Regions from separate parts of the Sus scrofa genome. Here region 2 is linked to region 1. Evidence: chromatin contacts called from public Hi-C data. All regions are on one chromosome and are shown on one strand. Each heading gives the region's core, a stretch centred on a gene start, on an enhancer-like site or on the middle of the called end of the contact. The rest is flanking DNA. Distances are from core to core; before and after follow the strand shown. Region 1 holds the start of RRM2 (ribonucleoside-diphosphate reductase subunit M2). Region 2 holds the start of ADAM17 (ADAM metallopeptidase domain 17).

Region 1 (5,771 bases), core at 1,158-3,657:
GGGCAGGCTTTGAAAGGAGACAATGAGGCTTTGGCGCCAAGCGCAGGCTCCTCCCGGCTCCGCCTTCCTGCAGCGCCCCCTCTCCGGGCGCCCCCCGTTCGCCTACGCACCGGCTCGGCGGGCTCCTGGAAGATCCTCCTGGCGGTCTTGCTGGCCAGCACGCGGGTCCCGCTGAGGGTCGGGGGCTGCAGGGAGACGCGTGGTGAGGGGCCCGCCCGCGTCCCACAGGACCCCACCGCCCCGTCCCGACCCCCGGCCCCCGCGCCCGCGCGCTCACAGTGTTCTCCTTGTCCGCCAGGCTGAGCCCTTTCAGGGGCGAGAGCTGGAGCTGCTGCGGGTCGGCGATGGTGGCGAGAGGGACGCGGACGGAGAGCATGGCGACGCGCGGAGGGGCAGGTGAGGCGAAGGCGCAGGTCCTGGGATGCGAGCCCCAGCCCGGCCCGCAGGGGAATTTAAAGCATCCTGAGCGCTCATTGGGCGGAGCCGCCGCTGGCCACGCCCCTCGCGATTCAAGCGCCGCGCGGGATCTCAGGCCGCCCCTGCCCGCCGGGGACCCTCGGGACCGACCCCTCCCAGGCCTCCGGGGGCCGCCGGGTGGGCAGGGGGAGCCACTGCCCGGCTCCCCGAGGGCCCCACTGGACAAAGGCTGCAGCCCCTGCGCGTCTCGGTGGCCTGGCGCGCGCGGGCACTCGCTGGGGCCGGACGGTTTGGGATTGAATGAAACAACGCGATTGGAGCCCGCCAGGCGCCGGAGAGCGGGAGCTGACACCCCACCCCACAGAGCCCCACCTCTCCGAAAACGTCTCTCGGACCGGTTTCGCGGTTCTGGGCGAGAGGTTTTGCAAATGAGGTTGGTGCAAAGGCCAGTAAAACGGCCCCGGCAGCGAGGGAAGCGCCATGGCTGCGACGATTTACATACGTGTACTTGGGGGAGGGGTACAAGGTCCCTGAGGTGTGGGGTGCTCAGCGGGGACCGTGGCGCCTAGCATTTAGGGCCGCTGGCTTCAGAGTCCCGGGGTGCAGTTGCTGTGTCACTAGGACAGGTCACCCGACTTAAAGAATTGGTGCGCTGGTAGCTCTACCTAACCTGTGGGATTCCTAAGAAAATGAGAGGATTAAGTGAGACCATTCATGTAAAATGGGAAGCTCTTTGGAAACCTTCACATTAACAGGAAGGGCCTTTGGTGCAGTTTCCCGCTGAAATCGTGTCTGCTTTCAGACCACTGTCCTCTGTGTCAATATTGTTTTAAAAATGGCAAACTAAGCAAAACCTCCTGGGAAAGAGTCCAGTGTGTGCTTGAAGAACTAGAAATTCATGTACTGCTTATTGGGCATCCAAGATCCTGGAGAGGGGGTTGAAAACCTCCATGGGGGAGGGGGGGATTCGAACTAAGTAAAAGTGTCCATTTTACTTTGTACATGATCTTTCAGATTTGCCATAGATTTTGCCCTGAATGTGGCAAAATTCAAGAAATGATTGCAGAGGAAGCAGTGTTAAGGAGTTCCCATCGTGGCTCCCTGGTAACGAACCCGACTAGTATCCATAAGGACACGGGTTCGATCCCTGGCCTCGCTCAGTAGGGTAAGGATCTGGCGCTGCGATGAGCTGTGGTGTAGGTCCCCAGACGTGGCTTGGATCCTGCGTTGCTGTGGCTGTGGTGTCGGCCGGCAGCTGCAGCAGCTCCAATTAGACCCCTGGCCTGGGACCCTCCATATGCCACGGGTACGGCCCTAAAAAGCAAAAAAAAAGAGCTTCGCATCTCTTAGACAAAACAACTAAGACTCTGGTCTATCTGTTTTAAAGCAGCTCACAGACATTGTCGATTTCCCCTTACTTCAGCATGCACTTTCAGAAAATGGATATTTTTATTGATAGAGGTGTGATGGTTTTATCAGCCACCATAAAACGATCGCAATTATCAGTGATTCTCTGTCCTTCTCTAATCCTCAATGTCGGGTAATTAATACCTGAAGTCCTCCTTTGGGTTGCTGTTCCAGGCACCATGTGCTTTTTAGCTCCTGTTATATTCCGTGTGTACAGGAACCATAAAGTATAACTCGGTGAACTAGCCAGAAACCGTGACTTCTTTTTCGGTTGAACTGCCACGAGGCAGGGGGAAAAGTCGCCATCCTCTCCTTCACCTCCTCCCACCTCTGAGTCATTTGGGAGGTCCCATCCCCTCCCCCCCAGGTCGGGTTTTTACCGCTCTCGCTTTACAAAGGAGGAAGCAGGGGCAGAAGGCTACGTGACTCTGCGGGGAGGTCAAGCCGGGAGGAGGCAGCGGGGCCTGGCTTCTGGTAGGCAGGGCCTCCTCTCTCGCCTGGGTCCCGGAGAGGAAAAGGCCGGGCGGGACGTGGCGGCCCATTCCCCGGAAGAGAGAGCGCCCTCCGCTGCTGCCTAGGGCCGGGCGCTGGAATCTGACCAGGAATCTTCCTGGCTTCCCTCTGCGCCTGTTTGACAGCTGCTCCACGATTGGCCAGTAGGACAGAGACTCCGCCCCCAACCTCCGAGAGGAGGCGCTCATTCGAGCCTTCGGGATCCCACGCCAGGCCACCGTAAGCCCCGCCCCCGCTTCCGGTCCTGCGGTCGCGCGGGGAGAAGTTGTACTTTTAGCATCTAGGGCGGGCGGGTTTGGTGGCCTCTTAAGAGGCGCCTCACCCTACCCCAGCACTCATCACCTATATACGGGACACCGCGCTGGTAATGACACTGACGTCGGTAACTCCACAGCCCCTGGGCCCCTGGACCACGTGATTAACACTTAAAATGCAAAGGACAGTGTGAGGTTCTCTTGAGATCAAGGTCTGAGAGGCAAGGAGAATGTCCAAGGTTATACGGTTCCTAAAACTGCCCAGCTAGAACTTTCCTCTCCCAATTTTTGTTAATAATGTTTTCGGAGTTCCCCTTGTGACTCAGCAGTAACGACTAGTATCCATGAGGATGTGGGTTCCATCCCTGACCTTGCTCAATGCGTTAAGGATCCAGCGTTGCCGTGTAGATCACAGACACCGCTGGGGTCTGGCATTGCTGTGTCTGTGGGGCAGGCCAGCAGCTGGAGATCTGATTTGACCCCTAGCCGGGGAAACTCCATATGCTACAGGTGCAACCCTAAAAAGCAAAAGCAAAAAAATAAATAAATAAAGTTTTCAACAAACAGAAAAACAAAAGAATCCTACAGTCTTCACCCACCACCTGGGATTCAGTGGTTGTTTCCATTTTGCCTTATTGCTTTCTCTTTCTGGACGTGGGAGGCTTTAGTTTTTTCTGGATCATTTGAAAGTGGGTTGTAGAAAGGACACTTCATCCCCAGATATTTCAGCATGTTGCGGCATATAACTCTTAAAAATAAAAACATCCACTAACGTAACCACAACATCATATTCAGACCTAAGAAAACCAGCATTAATTCTCTAACATCACCTAATAGCTTCTAGTCCATAAGCAAATTTTCCCCAGTCGTTTCAAATGTGTCTTTTAATTCATTCACTTTTTATTCAGGATCCTGTTTAGCACATGCATTACATTTGTCCACTGTATCTTTTTAGTCTCTTTAAAATCATATCAAATGAGCTTTATTTTTTGTTCTTTGATTTTTTTTTTTTTTTTAATCTGCAGAGTGGTGGACGTGACAACAAAGTCAGTTACATGCAGTGGCATCAAGACAGTGGTTGTTTGTATAGTTGTTCTTAGGCCCCCCCCCCCGTCTGTCGCTTTTTTGTTTTTGTTTTTGTTTTTTGCTTTTTAGGGCTGTATTCAAGGCATATGGAAGTTCCCAGGCTAGGGTTCAAATCAGAGCTGCAGCTGCCAGTCTACACCACAGCCACAGCAACACGGGATCTGAGCCACATCTACGACCTATACCACAGCTCACAGTAACACCAGATCCTTAACCCACTGAGCGAGGCCAGGGACCGAACCTGCATCCTCATGGACACTAGTTGGGTTCCTTACCACTGAGCCACAACGGGAACTCCATTAGTCTCTTGAATTTGAACAACCGTACTTTGTTTTTAGCCCATGATATTGGCTGTGTGATGTTCAGGCCACTTTTCTTGTGGACTGTCTCACGTTCTACATTTGCCTGATGTGTCTTCAGAGTGTCATTTAACTTGTCTTTCTGATCACTGTATTTACTGTAAACTAGAAGTTGGATCTAAAGGTTTTATTACATTGGGCTTATATTTTTTGCATGTGGTTAAAATATACATAAGCTAAAAAAAATACATAAGCTAAAATTTACCATTTGAACCTTTTTTTTTTTTGTCTTTTTGCTGTTTCTTGGGCCGCTCCCGAAGCATATGGAGGTTCCCAGGCTAGGGGTCAAATTGGAGCTGTAGCCTCCGGCCTACGCCAGAGCCACAGCAACACAGGATCCGAGCCATGTCTGCAACCTACACCACAGCTCACGGCAATGCTGGATCCTTAACACACTGAGCAAGGGCAGGGACTGAACCCGCAACCTCATGGTTCCTAGTCAGATTTGTTAACCACTGCGCCACGACGGGAACTCCCATTTGAACCATTTTTCAAGTGTGCCCTTCAGTGGCATTAAGCACAGTGACAGTGTTATGCAAACATCACCACCATCATCTCCAGAACTTTTTATCCTAAACTGAAACTGTCCCCATGAAACCCTAACTCCCCATTACGCCCTCCCATCAATCTCATGACCACCATTCTGCTTCCTGTCTATATGAATATAAGTACCTCATGCAAGTGCAGTCTTACAGTATCTGTTCTTTTGTGTCCAGCTTTTTTTTCAGTTGGTGTAAAGTTTTCAACATTCATCCATGTTGTACCTGGTGTCAGAATTTCATTCTTTTTTTTTTTTTTTTAGGGCTGCATTCCACGGCATATGGAAGTTCCCAGGCTAGGGGTTGAATCGGAGCTGCAGCTGCGGTCTTATACTGCAGCCACAGCAACTCGGGATCCGAGCAGCATCTGTGAACTACACTGCCACTTACCGCGATGCTGGATCCTAACCCACTGATTGGGGCCAGGGATAGAACCCGCATCCTCATGGATACTAGTCAGGTTTGTTACCACTGAGCTACAATGGGAACTCCTCATTCTTTTTTTCTTTTCTTTTTAGGGCCACACCCGTGGCATATGGAGGTTCCCAGGCTAGGAGTCAAATCGGAGCTACAGCTGCCAGCCTACACCACAGCCACAGCAACACAGGATCCTTAACCCACTGAGCGAGGCCAGGGATCAAACTGGCAACCTCATGGTTCCTAGTCGGATTCGTTAACCACTGAGCCACGACAGGAACTCCTATCCCATATTTCATATGATCTCATTTCGTAATGATTCCCTCTCTGCAACCCGTTGGCCCCTTCCCTCCGGGGAGTCCTTTAGTTTCCCAGCCACTAGGACTAGGAGCAAGGTCAACCCTCCTCAAAGCTGAGCTGCTGGCTCCAGGGGACCTCCTTCTTCTTTCTGAACTTGACATTCTGCTCTCAGAACTTCAGGATCCTCAGATCCTCTGTTGAGGAAAAAGCATTCTCGGGAAGCAGACAGACGGAATACTCCATCTCAGGAGTGACTTGTTAGGAGTTCCTTTTGTGGCTCAGTGGTAACAAACCCGACTAGTGTCAATAAGATGTGGGTTCGATCCCTGTCCTTACTCAGTGGGTCAAAGGATCTGGCAGCTCTGATTCGACCTGTAGCCTGGGAACATCCATGTGCAGCAGGTGCAGCCCTAAAAAAAAAAGTGACTCGTTAGCAGCGGAAGTCCAAGAACAGGCAGTGGGCTGAGGTGGGGGTTGGG
Region 2 (5,771 bases), core at 1,043-3,542, 430 kb after region 1:
CCTTAATCCACTGAGAGACCAGGAATTGAACCTGCGTCCTCCTGGATCCTGGTCAGATTCGTTTCCACTGAGCCACGATGGGAACTCCTCCCAGCCTTTTTGAATGTTCTCATGATATGATAACTGGCTTCGAATGAGCGACCCAAGAGAGCAAGCAAGTAAGAGAACGCCTGGGATGGAGGACAGTCTCCTATACCCTAACCTTGGACGTGAAATACCATTACCTCTGCTGTGTGCTCTTGGCTCCACAGACCAGCGTCGGTCCAGCGTGGCAGGGGACCATGGGGCCGTGAGTATCAGGAAGCAGGGACCATTGGGGCCATCAGGGAGGTTGGCTATCACAGTGGCTACCAAATCTGTCAGGTACTTATATTCCATAGGGTAAATTTAAACCTAACAGTTTTAATTTTATAGATTTATTTATTTATTTTTTTGGGCTGCACCTGTGGCATATGGAAGTTCCCAGGCTAGGGGTCAAACGGAGCTGCAGCTGCCGGCCTACGCCACAGCCACAGCAATGCTGGATCCTTAACCCACTGAGTGAGGCCAGGGGAACCTGTCTCCTCAAGGATACTAGTAGGGCTCATTACTGCTGAGCCACAATGAGAACTCCACAACCATCACATTTTTATGTGGTACATTAAAAAAAAAATTTGCAGAGATGAATCTTTGCTTTTTGATTAGGAATGCCATTAATGAATGTTTAATGAAGGCATTTTATACTTCAGATGAATAGACCAGATTCAGGTAAGCCGAAAATGCACAAAACCAGTTAATTACGGATAATAACGGCTGGGAAAGATGTTGCGATTTTACCAAGGCATACCACAGTGAACCTAAGTTTAAACCACAGTTTGAGTATTTTATCAGGAGTAGTCTTGAAACTTTACCAGGCAGGACCAATAATTTACTCCTAACAATTTACCATTTCATAATCGGGGGAAGGCTGTCCCCATTCACTCCCAAGTGGAAAATGTGTTATGTTCTACTTGTATCAACTTTAGTTGAACCAGAATAGCAACTCCCTTTCAACGTTATTAGAATGTTTTACTCAGTACATTCCACCACACCAGAGCTAAAATTACGCAAAGGATTGCAAAGCGGAAAGGAATCTGACTAGCACCCATGAGGTTGCGGTTCGATCCCTGGCCTCGCTCAGTGGGTTAAGGATCCGGCGTTGCGCCGAGCTGTGGTGCAGGTCAGAGGCGCCTGGGATCCTGCGTGGCTGTGGCTGTGGTCAGGCGGCTGTGGTTCAGATTTGACCTATAGCCTGGGACCCTCCATATGCCGCTAGTGCGGCCCTAAAAAGCAAAAAAACCAACCAACCCTCCCGCCCAAACTTCCTTGGCAAATTTCCAATCAAAGCTGAAGTGCCCAAACACAGTACTGAATTTCAAGAAGTTGGCTGGACGATTCAAGACCCTGTACGGGTAGATGAGGAGTTAGGCCTAAGATATAGTTTCTGAAATACTTGCAGACTCTACGTACAGCAGGGCCACGGGAAAATGTGCATTAAGGAAGCGCTTGTTTATTTCCCTCTTGCAAAGCCTTTTTCGTTACAACGACAGAGGGAGGCTTAATGTGCCCAGGGGGTCCGACGCCCAAACCAAGTTGCACCCCATTTGCATCTGGGCTGCTGGGCTGGCAGAAGCAGCGCGCGGACGCGAGGCCTCGGGCTCCCAGGAGCCCGTCTTTCGTCGCGGACACTTCGTCGTTGGGTCGTAACCAGGAGCACGCCCCGCCGGGCTCCCCCTCGTCCGCTCCGGGCTCCAGGCGGTTTCAACAGCCCGTTTAGCAAAAAGGGTAACAGGGATCCTAACCAGATGTGGGTGGGACCGAGACGACGGAGGCGGCTGGACGCACCTCTGAGGGCCTACTCGCGAGCTCCCGCCTCCCTCGCGGCGGTCACCCGGGGACAGAGGCGAGGCTCCACGGGGTCGAGTCAGGACGCCGCGGGCAGCTCACGGAGCCCTCGCGGGGCTGAAGGGGGCGGGCAGAGGGGCGGTGAGATGGCAGCGCGCCTGCGCGGGGCGGGGCGAGCGAGGCCCTCCCAGCATGCCGCGCGGCGCCCGGCTTCCGGCGGTGGGCGGGGCGGGCGTTGGCGGCGGGCGGAAGCGGGCTGAGCCAGGCCCTGCTCCGCTGCCTGCGCTTCCGGGGGGCCTAGAGTCAGGCTCCAGAGTCTTCCGGTAGGCGGCGCGGGAGGAGTGAGAGGCTTGAGGGGACAGGCCAGGCGGATCCCGTTGTCCCCCAATGTGAGCAGCGTCCTGAGCCCCAGTCAGGCGAAGGCTGCTCGGAGAGGTGGAGCCGGTTGCCGGGCCGGGAACATGAGGCAGTGTGCGCTCTTCCTGACCAGCTTGGTTCCTATCGTGCTGGCGCCGCGACCGCCGGACGAGCCGGGCTTCGGCTCCCCTCAGCGACTCGGTAAAGACCCTGGGAGTTGGCTTGGGCCGGCACCGGGTGCTTGGGGAGCGCAGCTTTCGGGAAAGAGCAGGGAAGCGGGATCTGTCAGGTGTTTGGGGGCGGGGTGTGGACGGCTGTGCGCGTCCCGAGGTTTTCAGCGTGGGAAGGGGGTGTGGCTCTCGGACTTCGGGGAAAGAAGGGAGATGGGCTCGTCTCCCTGAACGGGGGAGGGATCCTGGAGGGGGCCTCCGAGGGGGACTCGGGGCCTGGGAGGGGTCTGTCCCCTGAGTCTGTGTTTGGGAAGAGGTGAGGCGGGAGTGATGGTGGCTCGCGTTTGGAGAGGAGGATGCGGTCCAGATCCCTGCCCTCCTGAGGAACAAACCTATATTGTGTTCCTACCAAAGGCGGGATTCTGGAGGAGGAGAGGAAGCTCCGCAGCTCTTCCTGGCTCTAAAAGGAGCGAACTCGATTTTCTGCTGTAGGGGGTACTTAGTAATCTGGTTGGAAGGCAGTGACTGGAGCGCTCAAGAGTTTCGTTTTGCGAACACCATAAGCGTGTATTTAGTTATTTAAATTGGAGCTTATTGGAGGTGCTGGGGTGGGGGCGCTTAAATTTACCGGGCCAACTGGTAATGCTGCTGCTGTGAATGCCTGCCTTGCCATTTTAAACAGATTATCAGGAATCACCAATTTGATTGAGCCTAGAAAGTAGGTGATTTAGATTTTCTAAAGAGCTTGGATTAAGGATGGACTAACATTAAGAGATGTGTAAATTGCTGGCAGTTAATTTGTGTCAAGGTGTAGTGACTGGGTTCTTTATCAGTTAAAAAAAAGTTGGCATGTGAGAGAGTTTAATTAACTGGTAATAAAGTATGAACCAGTATATTTTCCCAGTGTGAGAAGTTAGAGCCTCAGTGATTTTTCATGGTGGTTTTGGTCCCCAAACCCTACCGTGATTGCATGTATAGTATCGGGCAGATGGAGACTTTGTGTGGATTTTCTTTATGGCTAATAAAACTTGCATTATTTTACCCGGAACTTCCTTATAATTGACTGAGGGTGTTAATGATGGCTACGCTCTCACCTGAACAACTGCTTTGTCAGTCACCTTAAATTGAAATGGATTACAGGTGATTAGTCTAATGACAGGCTGGGGAGAACCTGGTAGGAAGTGCTGAGATGTGATACGTTAATACAAATTGAAAAAAATGGGGAGTTAGGGATGGTCATGATGGAGGAATAGGGTAAGAGCCATGTGATAAGGATAAATGTTAATAAAATGAACAAACATGGAGTTACTGTCGTGGCCCAGCAGAAGCAAATCTTTTTTTTTTTTTTTTTTTGGTCTTTTTGCTATTTCTTGGGCTGCTCCCGCAGCACATGGTGGTTCCCAGACTAGGGGTCGAATCGGAGCTGTAGCCACCGGCCTATGCCAGAGCCACAGCAACTCGGGATCCGAGCCACGTCTGCAACCTACACCACAGCTCACGGCAACGCCAGATCATTAACCCACTGAGCAAGGGCATGGATTGAACCCGCAACCTCATGGTTCCTAGTCGGATTCGTCAACCACTGCGCCACGACGGGAACTCCACAAGCAAATCTTGACAAGGATCCATGAGGTTGCAGGTTTGATCCCTGGCCTCGCTCAGTGGGTTAAGGATCCGGCATTGCTGTGAGCTGTGGTGTAGGTTGAAATTGAGGCTCGGATCCCACATTGCCGTGGCTGTGGCGTAGGCTGGCAGCTACAGCTCCAGTTCAATCCCTGGCCTGGGAACCATATGCCACTAGTGCAGCCCTAAAAAGCAATAAATAAATAAATAAGCTAACATGTATTTCGAGGTATTAAAGTTATATTTTTACCACTCTAACACAGCTGTTTCACTTTTATTCTCATGTTCAGTAGTGGAGAAATAAGTAGCATGAATCCTAGGAATCGCAAAGAAAACCTCACTTTTAGATTAATTCTCAGCAGCATTCACAGATCGTAAGGGATTTTTCTATTTTTATCATGTGTTTTTATTTGCAAAGTGCGGACCACTGGTGCCAGAAAAATGCGTGGTCTAGATGTTTGAAGAACACGTACTGTATGCAAGTGTTATTGGAAATATGAAGATCAGACAACTGCAGCGCAGGTTTGATTTCTGGCCCAGGAACTTCCACATGCTTTGGGTGCAGACACACACACACACACACACACCCACACACACACCCACACCTTTTGGCATGGCAGGATAGAGATATATGAACAGGCAATTCTAGAACAATATGAAGGTGAGTGATAGAACACATTGTGGGAGTTATCACGTTATCATCAAGCAGGGTTGACCTAACTGGGGAAGGAGGTGATGAGCCCAGACTCGAAATAAGGACACTCTCGATAGAGGCACTTAGCAACTGTTAGAATTGAAATGAACCGTGGAGATTGTGTCTCTCTCTTTTTTTTTTTTTGTCTTTTTTTTTGCTATTTCTTGGGCCGCTCCTGCGGCATATGGAGGTTCCCAGGCTAGGGGTCCAATCGGAGCTGTAGCCACCGGCCTACGCCAGAGCCACAGCAACGCAGGATCCGAGCCGTGTGTGCAACCTACACCACAGCTCATGGCAACGCCGGATCGTTAACCCACTGAGCAGGGCCAGGGATCGAACCCGCAACCTTATGGTTCCTAGTCGGATTCGTTAACCACTGCGCCATGACGGGAACTCCTGTGTCTCGTTTTTATTAAATGAAGGGGGCAGAAAGATGTGTCTTAGAAAGGCATAGTGAGTTGTCAAGTTCATACAGTTAGTGACAAATGTATGCCCTGTGGGTATTTTTTCTTTTTTGAAGAGTGACTTTTTTTGTTGCTTACGGTAACCCTACCATTTAGATTGAATTGGTCAAGGCTAATGAATAATTTCATACTTAAAGAGCATGGTTGTTTATTAGCCTACTTATCCATGAGTGTTACCATAAACGCAGTGCTAAATATCAATTAGGGATACGACATTTTCCGAAGGACAAAAATGTGTAACAGAGTCCCGGCTTTTGGAGGACGCCGTAGGTCACCGAGATGATTTCAGCTGAGCTGTTATGAATTGCATAATTTAGGAAAGTTATGAGTCATGTGAGCTTACTCATGATGATATCTTGAAGTTGCAGCTGGGGTATATAAGTCTCCCTTTGATTTCAAAAGAGTTTTCTCTTTGTGTTACTCTTAATAAGAGGATGTAGTGGGTGGAAGGAAAAAATATAGGTCACAGATGAGGGATGGAAGTCGGGATCTGAAACATATATTCTGAAATGCAAAAGTATATGGGGTGGGGCGTCTCCCCAGTGCAGGGCCTGTTTCTCATATTGACGGCATCATTTCTCTCAAGATTTTGACATCTGA

What was found. A called contact is a pair of places that touch in the nucleus more often than the background predicts.
Region 2: a Hi-C map of heart right ventricle shows a contact between it and region 1, with 2.9 times the contacts expected there. The contact joins the promoter of ADAM17 here to the promoter of RRM2 in region 1. A contact is called at or near these places in 1 of 47 Hi-C or Micro-C datasets (heart right ventricle) and 1 of 2 datasets of contacts at active chromatin or transcription factors (alveolar macrophages).

What each region holds. Positions count from the first base shown.
Region 1 is chr3:126,364,738-126,370,508 of Sscrofa11.1, forward strand. RRM2 (ribonucleoside-diphosphate reductase subunit M2) reads right to left here and starts at 2,408. Exons shown (of 11, transcript XM_021087850.1): 1 at 2,205-2,408; 2 at 278-416; 3 at 111-185. The coding sequence starts at 376.
Region 2 is chr3:126,793,338-126,799,108 of Sscrofa11.1, forward strand. It overlaps ADAM17 (ADAM metallopeptidase domain 17), which reads left to right and starts at 2,293. Exons shown (of 19, transcript NM_001099926.1): 1 at 2,293-2,421. The coding sequence starts at 2,325.